3 separate regions of the Mus musculus genome follow, and all the other regions are linked to region 2. Evidence: chromatin contacts called from public HiChIP or PLAC-seq and promoter capture Hi-C data. All regions are on one chromosome and are shown on one strand. The core of a region is the stretch at or near the end of the contact, and the rest is flanking DNA. Distances in the headings are between cores, read along the strand shown.

Evidence for each region. HiChIP or PLAC-seq counts read pairs in DNA pulled down with a chosen protein or histone mark. Capture Hi-C pulls out chosen DNA fragments and counts their contacts.
Region 1: a FOXA1 HiChIP or PLAC-seq map of pancreatic cancer cells shows a contact between it and region 2. The contact joins two enhancer-like sites. A contact is called at or near these places in 1 of 15 datasets of contacts at CTCF or cohesin (the NIH/3T3 cell line), 3 of 484 Hi-C or Micro-C datasets (bone marrow-derived macrophages, nephron progenitors and uterus), 10 of 115 datasets of contacts at active chromatin or transcription factors (bone marrow-derived macrophages, embryonic basal ganglia, embryonic midbrain and 4 more) and 2 of 9 other capture datasets (adipose tissue and pancreatic islet).
Region 3: a promoter capture Hi-C map of adipose tissue shows a contact between it and region 2. The contact joins two enhancer-like sites. A contact is called at or near these places in 3 of 484 Hi-C or Micro-C datasets (nephron progenitors and uterus), 4 of 115 datasets of contacts at active chromatin or transcription factors (bone marrow-derived macrophages, craniofacial prominence, large pre-B cells and 1 more) and 2 of 9 other capture datasets (adipose tissue and liver).

What each region holds. Positions count from the first base shown.
Region 1 is chr13:109,501,285-109,505,459 of GRCm38.p6, forward strand. The region is part of intron 3 of Pde4d (phosphodiesterase 4D, cAMP specific); the gene reads left to right. Among named protein-coding and RNA genes, the nearest start is that of Gm32703, 62 kb to the left of the region's middle. Within about 2 kb of position 1,722, at least 32 of the 459 cell types and tissues checked have an H3K27ac peak or open chromatin away from gene starts, as enhancers often do. A contact at or near this core is called in pancreatic cancer cells, pancreatic islet and uterus, where this site is marked.
Region 2 is chr13:109,259,084-109,263,146 of GRCm38.p6, forward strand. The region is part of intron 3 of Pde4d (phosphodiesterase 4D, cAMP specific); the gene reads left to right. Among named protein-coding and RNA genes, the nearest start is that of Mir582, 64 kb to the right of the region's middle. Within about 2 kb of position 1,303, at least 274 of the 459 cell types and tissues checked have an H3K27ac peak or open chromatin away from gene starts, as enhancers often do. A contact at or near this core is called in adipose tissue, bone marrow-derived macrophages, pancreatic cancer cells and 2 more, where this site is marked.
Region 3 is chr13:109,443,930-109,448,042 of GRCm38.p6, forward strand. The region is part of intron 3 of Pde4d (phosphodiesterase 4D, cAMP specific); the gene reads left to right. Among named protein-coding and RNA genes, the nearest start is that of Gm32703, 5.0 kb to the left of the region's middle. Within about 2 kb of position 2,427, at least 27 of the 459 cell types and tissues checked have an H3K27ac peak or open chromatin away from gene starts, as enhancers often do. A contact at or near this core is called in adipose tissue and bone marrow-derived macrophages, where this site is marked.

The DNA.
Region 1 (4,175 bases), core at 472-2,971, 240 kb after region 2:
AAATATCTTCCAAACATGCAATGGCATCAAAACCAAGATAGAAAAAATAAGATGAGATTAAGCTGTAAGGACAGACCCCTGTTGCCACTCAAAAGAACTGTCAACTTCTAATTTTTCCCCACTTTGGCTCTGCAGAAAAGACAAGCTAGCTTTCTGAAATATGGTTAATGTTATAAATAAATAGATTTATGAGAGCTTCCCCTTCCCTGACTTTAAAAATAAAACTGAGAAGGGAAAGAAAAATTGCTGTGAAGCACACAGCTGTGTTTTAAACCATATCTTCTCGATTTCATGCCGTGTATCCAAACCCCCAAGCCAAGGTGAGCAAGGTTCAACTGTGAGCTATCCTGTCTGCATAACAGGCACTGTGAGTTCCTACAGAGAAACATCTAGAGACGTGTGGGCTTTAGCAGAACTGTTTCAATACTGAGATTGGCCATCAGCTCTTCATTGTCTCACTGTAGTTTGTGATGCAGCGAGTTCTGTTTCCTTCTTTAGACAGCACTTAAGTGGTGTTGTGAGAAACGGCTTTCTCTTCAAAGTGGGGAGAAGTCAGTTGTTCTGGAGCCCAAATTAGCCCAAGTTCCGAGTTAAAATGTGGCAACAATTTTATTAGGATTTTATAGTAATGGAACAAAGAAAGCCTTAAATCAGGACACTTTAAATACATTGGTGGAAACATCAGGTTAGGTGGTGGCTTACAGCACAGTCAGGGAGACCTCTGTGACAGATCTAATGACCGTCTTAGCATTTGGTCTCATGGAAGCTCGTCTATGAATACATTCAAAGCTTTCACCTAATGGTCGGCAGGTGTTAGGTAAGAAGGATGTGGCCGAGGAGCTGCTATTACAGGGCCTTAAATGCAGCCCTGAATGCACTGTCCTTCCACAAATGTTAAAGTTGTGTTCAGTTGATCAGCCTTGTAAGCAAGTCGATGCAAGCTGTGGCTTCTTTCTGGGAAATACAAATGTTTGTGACTCTAAGCTTGTTCTTTATAAAAGGAAGCATATATCAATATTCAAAATGCCAGCTCATTGAAGTGGATACGCAGGGTTGGTGGGGAGGTGGGGGGAGGAAAGAGTTCCTCTGGCCAAGTCCCTGACTTAACATTTCTAAAGCCAATTACCCAATTTATATATTTTACTTTTAGGGCTGATTTAATTATCAGCTCTTCAGCCAGGGACGGAGGAAAGGCTCCTGACAGATGTTCTGTTTTAAGGCCAAAAAGTTTCTTTAAACGATCATTCCTAGGAACCTTGGAAAGTCAATGTTGTCCTACCCCTAACTGTTTCTGTCCTGGGGGTCGTGGGGGGGAATCCCTACACAAGCTGACTAAAATCAACCCCCTGTAATAGTAGAACCCCCATCTGTACCATGAGGAAGTTCCCTGGCCCAAGGCTGTGGGACCCACAGGTATTTCAAGATCATCCTGAGGACGGTAAATATGATATGTAAGAAGCTAAAGCCCCAACACATGATAACATGTGTAAAGTAAGAATTGCTTTCAACTTTTTCTGCCTCTCTTAACAAGCATATGGTTTCTTTAAAGTACAGCTTCAGTACACTAAGGGTTACTCTGGTGACCCAAATAATTTAGTTAATGTTCAGCTTAAACATCTGACACATACCCAGAAGTCACCTGGCACTGGGAGATCGCCCTTCCCAGCTATGGGGTTATCATGTCTGTAAAGCAGTTCGCGGTGGAGCTGTTTGTGTGTGGCTAGCAACAGTCTCTAAGTCTCGAGTTTATGGGAGAACAAAGTGCACTCTGACGCCATGGCTTACATACAAGTGTTTACCGTGAGTCACAATGCTCGCTTGAAGTCTGCCCCTCAAATAAACATGCCTTAAGGTTAATTTCCTCACATTTCTTCATAATCTGAGTTCATGAACAAATGGAGTTATTATTATCACGTATGTGATAGCCATTCAATGGATTGATTCTTTTGCCTCTTGAGACAATGTCTTACCCTGTAGCACAGGCTAGCCCTGGATACATAGCAATGATTCACCTTCTCTCTCAGCCTTCTGCATTCTGGAACCACACTCAGGAGCCACAGTTTCTGATTTGTTTGTTTGTTTGTTTTCTTTACAAAACTGAACTGATCATCATGTTTATTTTATTTGACTTCTATTTGCAACATATTACATCTTGAAGTTTGTGAATTTGGGAGATCATGCAGTACTCAGGATCTTCTGAAGCCGAGTTTCCATTTCTTTTCATCTCAATGAAGGCTAGTTCCTAACTCAGTACTCTGTTTCATTCAAGATGCTCCTTATCTGGAATATAAATTAATGTTAAAACCTTTTTATCTTCTCAATTCACAACAGCTACCACCTTCATTTCTTAGCACTCATCAATAGTCAACAAAGTTTGACTGGCTAGCAAATACCTAAGACCTTAAAATCACTTACATTGTATATAATTGGGGGAAGGCATGTGCATCAAGTTTTTCTGCAGCAAAGAAATGGTAATGCCACAGGATCCAATATAAGTATACACTTATGGTCTTTCCACGCACACCCACCTATAAGCACACTTGTATATAGGTATACAAACACCATAGTCACACACAAGTAAAAGTATATGTGAAGTAAAACTATAGAAGTATAACTGTCCAGGTGGAAGGATGACGTATTAGGGATGGCACTGGGACAGGTAACTCTTCCAGAATTAACCTGGAAGTTAAGTGATTTGGGATGTTTGGTGTATGAAAGCTGAGTCCAGAAAAAAAGAGAGAGGGAGAGAGGGAGAGAGAGAGGGAGAGAGGGAAAGAGAGGGAGAGAGGGAGAGAGAGAAAGGATATAGAGTTGAGTGCTTACCCATGCACAGCAGCACCAGGGCTCTTCTGTTTAGCTAGTGGAGAACTCAGAGTAAGGTGACTTGTGTTGATACTTGAAGCCGTTAGTAGCCTGGACTCTAAATGAAGGCTAGAGAAATAGTAACTTAGATTAGTAAACAAATACAGTAACACAATAATTATTTAGTGTTGTGAACCTGGATTGAAAACAAAACAACACTTTCTGCTAAATACAGAGGGGGGAAAAAAACCTATTGACTATTGTCTACCTCCTGTCTCCTCACTTTACTAGGCTTGGGGTTTCTCTCTTATCAAGACGAGATCTGTCTGGTTTTATTTAGACTCGATGAGCCAGGTTTCCTCCACATCATACCAGGAGCATGCATCTGTAAGTGCAGGTGTCCACTCTGAGCAGTCCTCCTGCCCTGCCCCTACTCACAGGCTCACTGTTCTGTCTTCCTGTCCTAGTATCATGGTCTACTAGCAATAGAGATTTCTTTTTCTTTTTTTTTAAAGATATATTTATTTTATATATATGTGTGTGTGTGTGTGTATGTATATATATACATACATATACACACACACATACATATATATGAATCCACTGTAGCTGTCTTCAGACACACCAGAAGAGGGCATCAAATCTCATGAGCCACCATGTAGTTGCTGGGAATTGAACTCAGGACCTCTGGAAGAGCAGTCAGTGCTCTTTAACCACTGAACCATCTCTCCAGCCCCAAGATTTCTTTTTCAATAGCTATTTTTTAAATTTATTTATATGAGTACACTATAGCTATCTTCAGACACACCAGAAGAGGGCATCAGATCCCATTGCAGATGGTTCTGATCCACCATGTGGTTGCTGGGAATTGAACTCAGGACCTCTGGAAGAGCAGTCAGTGCTCTTTAACCGCTGAGCCATCTCTCCAGCCCCAATAGCTATTTTTTTATAATTTCTTTAGTTTTAGAATATCTATAGTTAGCTATACTTCACCCTCCTGAGGCCAGCATGTTTCTTTATTTCAGATGGACAAGGTCCTTGTGTTAACTACTTAGACTTATTCATTACACACAGCTTGTATTAAATACTAATGTGACACGCTACTCCGTCTACCTGTGCCATTCATTAGAATAATCACTTTCAATATGAAGTAACCTTTGAAAATGTAAATATAAAATTTTGGGAGGTATGTAAAAACAAATATTTGTGGGCTAGCTCAGTGGCAAGACACTTGCCTCTAAGCCCGATGACCTGAGGTTAGTCCACAGAATCTATAGGATGGACAGTGAGAACCAATTCCTGAAAGTTGTCTGGGAGAGAAGAGATTTCTTCAAGCTGTCCTCTGCCCTCTGTACATGTGTGGTGGCATGATC
Region 2 (4,063 bases), core at 53-2,552:
TAACAGAGACTATAGAACTGTTTCATACCGCCTCACAGCCCCCCATTCCCAAACATTGTATCTAATTATTTAACCCTCCATTTGGGGGGAGGGGGCTGGAGGTATTTTGTAGCTCCTCAAAGAGGTATTGTTTTTTCAAGTGTAAAATAATCTGAGATCCCCCAAAAGTCACCAGGGTGCTAGAGATAGCCCTGTGCCAGACTCCTGCTCTTTCCCACCATTCCAGGAGCCACACAACACAGAGAGTTAATCAGGTTTTATTGCTTGCTTCCTTGTATTAACATTTTCTTCATTTTAATTTACTCCCTTCCGGTAAGAAAATACTTTCTTTTCTTTATTTTAAATCTTCTCTAAATAAGTTTATTGAAGCTATATTTTCCACAAATTGAAATATTCTTTTAAAAGAAATTATGAAAGGCTTGATTTATTTTACCCTCTCGTGGCTGAATATCAATTAAACATAACATAATGTAACAATTGAAACCTTACTTCTTTCTTTTTTTTTTTTTTTTAACTATTTCTGTGAAAATAACCAGTTCCTTGCAGGAGGAGGCAAGTTTAACTACAAAGAGATTACAAACAAGTTTGTGGGTCTGAATAGTGTTGCTTGGTGCTTTGAAAGAACCATAATTAACAAGGTTGTAAAAGCCAACAGTCTCTGTTCACGTCCTTCCTGTGTAACGTTTTGAAACCTTTGGTTTGTCTCTGGAGGGGGGAGTATTCGCTTATGATTTGTCTCATAGGATACATCAGACTGAATTTAGAAGCAGGGAACCATTCCTTCTTGTCTAGCTACTGGATATTTATTCTTCCCTTATTAAAGGGGGAAAAAAAAGAATTAAGAAAGAAAAGGAAGGAAGGAAGGAAGGAAGGAAGAAGGAAGGAAGGAAGGAAGGAAGGAAGGAAGGAAGGAAGGAAGGAAAGAAAAGGAAAGGAAAGGAAAGGAAAGGAAAGAAAAGAAAAGAAAAGAAAAGAAAAGAAAAGAAAAGAAAAGAAAAGAAAAAAAAAGAAAAAACTAAAGCACTAGTAATTTTCTTTTATGAATGTAGACCATAGGGAGATAAATAGCCCCTGCCTGCCTGAGAGGAAGGTCAAGTTCCAAGTTTTTCTTTCCTTTACATTCAGGAATAAGCAAATGGAAAGGCAGGCCAAACAGAGGAGTAGCAGGCGTCTGATGGTTAAGCCCTCCCCCCAGGACTTTTTATGTACATAAGCAGGAGTCACTGGAGCAGCTGCGCCGCATTAGTTCCGATAGTTTAACAGGCTGCTCTGCAGGCTGACAAAAGCCGAGCTAGCGCGGTGGCTTCCCTCCATGTTCCCGAGCCTCCCGAGCTCTGCTCGTCAAGTGATCTTTGGCTGGGGCTGGGGGAGGAGGGTGACGTTGAACAGGCTTCGGCGGGGGAGTGTGCTCGCCTGGTCTACACCCAGCAGCCTGCACCGAGAGACTGAGGCAGGGGCGGAATGAACTAACAGCAGCTGGATCCGACCTGTTTCCCTGGACATTCCTCAGACTCCGGATCAAGGGACTCACTGGAAACAGGCCAGGCAACCACGTTGCCCTGGATTGTGGCCAACTGTACAAAGTTGACCAGGAAAATGGCTCAGCAGACGACAAGCCCGGACACCCTTACAGTCCCTGAAGTGGATAATCCGCATGTTCCAAACCCATGGCTCAATGAGGATCTTGTGAAATCCCTGCGGGAAAACCTGTTGCAGCACGAAAAGTCAAAGACAGCGAGGAAATCCGTTTCTCCCAAGCTCTCCCCGGTGATTTCTCCCAGGAATTCCCCCAGGCTCCTGCGCAGGATGCTTCTGAGTAGCAACATCCCCAAACAGCGCCGCTTCACAGTGGCACATACATGGTAAGGTCTGCACCGACCCCTGAAATGTTAGCCATACCGTATGGTTCAGTGATTTTTGCTCCTCCTGCAGCCTTGGGGGTGGGGAGGAAGATCTCTATTCCACTCCTGTGATTTATCGGAAGTAATCTACCTCCATAGTATGTCCCACCGATGCCCAAGTCAGGGCAGGAATCCTAGAGATAGGTAATAGGAGTGGTTGAGGTGGGTGGTTCTAAGAGCTCAGTCTCTATTGCAAGTTCCTACAAGAAAATTGGATTCCAGATGTCCAAAAGGAATGTAGGTTTGCTCCCATACCTAAGTAGTGGCGTTTCTTTGATTTCTTATGCTAATATCCCTACCAGGTTCTCCTAATTGGACCAGAACAGAGGGGAGGCTCCTCACACTTAGCGTCTCCTGAGTGATACTCCGTGCAAACAGAGATGCTCACAGTAGTGTGTACAGATGAGCCCCTCCCCCCCGCCCCCCAAACTGCCTCCAGCTTTATTGTGTTGATAATTTTCATCGTGCCTTTTCAGGGAAGAGGAAAGGGATTAGGAAGCCCGCAGGAAGTGATGGGCAACCCCTTGTTACTCTGATCTTGTTTTTCTTGAATTTGAATGCTTTGAATGTTTTGCACTTATATTTCCTTCATGAATATTTTATCATCTTTATAATGGGTGAGGTTATTTTATGCACTTGCTTCCATGTTTTGTTTGTTTTGTTTTGTTTTGTTTTTTCTGGAGGACTTTCAATATTTTCTTGCTCTTGAAAATATCAAATATTGAACTGAAGCCATGGGGCACCTTCCTCGGAGTTTCTGCCTAAGAATAGGCAGTTTAAGTCTTGTGTCTGCAGGTTCCTCTTCTGAGGTCTGTGGTACAGGGCTAGTTAACTTTAGCCACTCCAAGGCATTATACACGTACTATGTCTACATTTGGATAAAAATGAATGTAAAGTATGACATATTTTACATAACAAAAAGAGAGGAAGTGTGTGAGATGGGGAACTAACTCTATAATTTCTACAGAGTTTTCTTAACTTAGCCAGTGGGTCTGAGTTGAAAAAAATAAAAACAAAGCAAAACAGAAAGATGATGCAAGGAAGGACGCAGTCACAAGGGGAGCCCGATCTGAGTGACAAGCTTGTATTCAGTGACAGCACAGATAAAAGGCATGTCACACTCAAAGACACAGCCAACCCCAGAGTGTTCATTTTCAATAGCTAAACGGCTGACTAAGTAGGAGAACCTGTTGTCTTCTAGATTTTTAACTAGATGGCAAAGATTCAGTTCCATGGCACCTAGTAGTCATACAAGGGATAAGGCAAATGTTGGATTTTTCAGTGTTAATTTTTTATTTATTTATTTATTTATTTATTTTGGATCTGGAAAATGATGAGTGTTCCTCTGAGGAAGATGTCGTTGGATAATTTGTCAACAGTAAGCAGTGGATGAGAGAGAGGCAGGACAAACAGTGTATGATGCTGGGAAGGAAGGGGTTGGCTCAAGACCATGCACTAAGGACCAGGCAGGAAAGCCAGTTAAAGGTCTCATAGAAACAGAACCAGCCTTTGGGCAGCCTCTGTGCGCTTTAGAATTATATTCCCTAAGATTGTCTGCATTGCTGACAGGGTAGGCTTCACTCACCGCTTGATCTCAGACTACGTGAAGCAGCCTAGAGTTCATCTGAAGGTTATTGGAGCTTTTTGGACATGTTGGGTATACGGAAGGCAGGAAATCTCATGAAAACAGGCTTTCTTCTGAAATCCACTGCACTTCCTTTTCTGATGCTGTCTGGAAAGCCTCCAAGCACATGGTTTCTACTAGTATTCCTTTCTGGCCTATCCGCTCTCAGTCAGATCAGGTGGCATTAAAAAAAAGCCAGGGAAATGGAAAAGATATAGATGCTATTGATCCTTAATTAACTTAAGAGGAAAGAGTTTCCCTCAGGAAACTCTGGGAGGTGCAAATAGCACCTCAATGTTTTCATTTTGTTTCAGTGGAGCCCAAGGCTTTCAGCCATGCCACAGGTATCTGCAGTCAACCATGTCATCTGAGCTTCAGGCTTTGCACTAAGCACAAGGCAGAATTTCTTTTCAATTATTCATTCATAATTTTATTTATGAGCATGTGTTGTTTAAGTATACGCTACAGCATTTTAAGGGTGTAACGCAGGCATGCACACACACAAATGTAATGGGTATGTAACTGTAGTCAGACTTCC
Region 3 (4,113 bases), core at 1,177-3,676, 190 kb after region 2:
AAGTCCTATTGCTTGAGTCCATTTGTTCATGTTGCAATAGCCAGGATATCTGTCCTCTTTGAACACATAGTAGTGTAATCACCTTTGATTTTTCATTAACCTCACCTCTACTTCTGACTGAAAAGAAATGAGCTGTTCAACTCTGCAGTTTGGGGAGAAAATGCAAATTTGCTTATTCATGCTTCTGTCGTTCTATGAAAAAAAAAATGCATTCAAAAGAGGTATGGAGAAGTTGAGAGTTCTGAATGGTTTCTTTTGTGCCTGGAGCTAGGTAACCCTTCATCTATTTCACCTCACGCTGTGCCAATTTGTTATTGTTGTGAACAAACTGAGCCAGTGTGGATACCATGCTCTCTATGGCTATTTTCCCCTCGGCTCCTTAAAAGGCTTCAATATTGAGACATTTCACTCAAAGGAGGAAGGTGGTGGTTTTTTTCCAGGTGACCCATTTAGTGTGGGGTTGATTCTCACCTCCCCCAGTTGTTGTTGCTTTCCTGCAAGATAACTGTACTTTCCAGCACTGCAGTAAACAAGTCTTGGTGTTTGACAGGAATCATTCATTCCCTTTGCTCAAGAGCCCCTCTTGGATCCGTCTCCAGGCTCTTCAGTCTTCTTGTTTCAAAAGAAAAAGATTTAGGAAGACACTGTCTTTCTTCATCTTCACATGCCCCTCTGTTTCTTTGTGGAAGGACAGATCAGAAGATGGCAACAGACCAATGGCTGTGAACAACAAGCATTTTAAAGGAGCCATGGGCTTTGATTTCAGAAACCCTAGCTCTGGTCTAGGATAGCGCTAAGCCCTTTGGATAGGCAGGGTAGAGAGAAAGAGAGAGAGAGAGACGTGGTCTAGCATTTTTCTCTTTTGTTTTATGAGAGGCCAGGAAGAAACTGATGTGGAGCAGGTCTAGAGAAGTCTTCCGAAGTTTCTCGGGATCACTATCCAAATCGAAATTCTCATTATCCTTTCCTTAGCCTGGCATGTTGATTATCATGCAGTGCTATGACGAACTCACTGTTTCTTGGTTACAAGTTAAAGTTAATAAGTGGTTGGAATAGTTGGCTTAATAGAACACTCCCCTTGGGTGCTGGTAGGATAGTGTGAGGAATGTGTCTTTCTTGTTTGAAGCTACATTCGAAATATTCGCTGGAGGATTTTATTACAAAGGCGTCTTTCCATTACACATTTTAGCCTTTTTACTGCCTAGCTAAGCAAAGATAAGGGTTCTCCTGACAGAATAAACAAGCACTCTATGCCTTCGTGTTTTCTCCTGTCAAGTTATGAGAATACAATGGTAGCCTGGCAATTCAGAAATGGGTCTTCCATGGTCAAAGAAGGAATACACAGGTCAGCTTTCTAGGAATTTAAGTTCCACCCAGCAGCAATTAAGAAGACTCCTGAGAAGCCTCAATATACTCTGATGTTGAGTTACATGACAGAGTCTATCAAGAAGGGTAAATACTAACATGGGTTTGTAGTTTTTACATACACACATATATACACACACACATACATGATGAACTTTGCATAATATGATTTGTGAGAAATGTAAGATTTTATAAATCTGTACAAGATGCATAAAGTTGTGTTGAATGCAATGAAGACAGGTAGTTTCAAAGTTTAGGAGGGCATTCTATTTGAATTTCTTTGTACTCCCTTTGGAATGGGCTCAACTGACTTGGAGAATGGGGACTTACAGTAGTCAACAAACTCTGTTGAAAAAGGTTTTGGACTAGTAATTGTGGATAATGATTAATTATTTACTTATTTCATTTTCTAAGGACCAGATGTTTAAGTGCTTTGTAATAAACTGCTGTGGTGATGCTGACAGCTCATCTCTATTAAGAGGTGAAATGGGGTGATTATAACCCCTTAAATCAATATTGAGCCTGTTTTTCCTTTGAGGCTCCTGCACTTCTTTTGTTGGGCAATATGCTCCCAAGTATCAGCTCCCAAAGGCTGCAGTCTAGCAGACAGAGTTGGGTTATAACTCGATAGTCCAAATATGCGACTTATGAGCTAGCTCATTTCATTTTTTTTTTGATTGCTATATTTTCTTCATAGAATGGTGCAAAGTATAAATGACCATGTAATAGTGTAATTTGCATATGTTCAAAATTACACAGTATTTTAAACAATTAATCCAATGAATGAACATTTGAAGAAAGACAAATGGCTTGCTGTTTCACAAAGGGAAAGTATTTCTCTCTGGCCACTTTTTGTCTGAACTTTTAAATTGAAACTACAGAAACAAAACCTAGAAGTAACGTGTACAGACAGAGATCCGTTTTGAACAGTAAATGCTACTGATGTATGCACAGACCGTATTACGTCTTTTATAGAACAGCAGTATCATTCTCAGTCTGGTAAGCAAAATTCAGTCCGTATCTGCGCACTTTCTACGGCAGTTGCACAGCAGCTGACCTTCTTACAGTACTTTCTCTTCCTCTTTGTAACAGCTCTTCTCAGAAGACCAGACTCAAAGCTTGGGTCTAGATCCTGGTAGGACCAAAAAGTCTATTTGTAAACACTGGATAATAAACTTATGGCTGATAATTATGAGAGTTCTTCTTGTTCATCCATCAATCAAGCACAGTTGTAAATCCAGGCCATTGTAGGCAGAAGGTCAGGCTTAGACTAAGGTTGTTTTTAATTAGGAGAACTTCTGATTTTATTAAATATACCTTATTTGCCTCTTGGCTTTCTATTTTAATGTCTTTTATTGTCTCTAGTGATAGGATTCTTGAATTCTAAGTGATACCTTAGAACTTATAAGTGAAAATTAAATTCGATTACGAATATTTTGATTGAGAAGGAAATTTGCAACTAGAAATCCTAGTGTGTGCCCACAATGTACGCAAATTAAGCTTTAGTTTTTTAGGTCTCTCTCAGATTGTTAAAATTATGCATTCTCAACTACTGACTGTGGAAACAAAAGGAGAGAAAGAACGAAAGAAGAAAGAAAGAAACAAAAAGGAAAACAGAAAACCATAAGCCAATAATGTGGGCTATCTCATGTCTGTCACGTGCTTCACTACCCACCCTGCTCTTTCAGCTACGGCTATTGAATTGCTACTTTAATGCTGACGTCTTCAGCAGAGAGAAAATGTCTTCAACTCTGGGGTGGGGGAAAGGGATGTGGTTCAGAGTGCTAAAAACGAAAGAATAACTAATAGGAAAGTAACAATGATTTTCTCATTTGCCAGAGATTTAATTTTCCTTTTGTCTGTTTTAGCCCCTTACTCACTTTCTATCTTTCTTTACTCATATCACACAAAATTCGATGGTGTCTAACTTCACTCCAATCTTTTAGGCAATAGTTCAAAAATCCTTCTAAGCCATAAGTTAACTAGAGTGGTCTGATAATCACTTGATAGGCTATTAGATTGTGTCTCCTATGGTTTGAGAATTATCGCCCTATAAACATAGCAAAGACAACAGGTTAGGGATAGTGTCTTATAAAATTTGTACTGCATATATACATGGATACATGTGTATCTCTCTGTCTCTCTCTGTGTATGTATGTATATATATATATATATATATATATATATATATGTGTGTGTGTGTGTGTGTGTGTGTGTGTGTGTGTGTGTGTGTGTGTGTGTATGTAAGGTTGTATGTTTGTATGTATGTATTAGGGTTGAAAGATGAATAACCTGGATTATACATACAGGCTATATAAGACATGACAACTCCCAAGTATGTATCAGAGGGCAACAACACTGACCAAGCTCTCATGTCCATGCCCAGTGGGTTCATAATAGCAACATCATGTATGGTATATCTGTGTTTGGGGGAACAGTGAATGCTAAATTGTACCTGTGGAGACTGTCTCTTATCTTTTCAATATCTCTCTACTTTATGGTTTGAGACACGGTCTCTCCCTGAACCTAGAACTTGTGGTTTCAGCTAGGCTGGCTAACAAGTGAGTTGTCTGTCTTCCCAGCCCCCGACCAGTACCAAGGTTACAGAAATATACATACCATCATGTCTGGCCTTTACGTGGGCACTGGGAATTCTGAACTCTGGTCCTTACATGTGGACAGTAAGCACTTGATCCATTGAACCATCTCACTAGTCAACAGTGGCCTTCTGTTTTCACTGTCTTGACT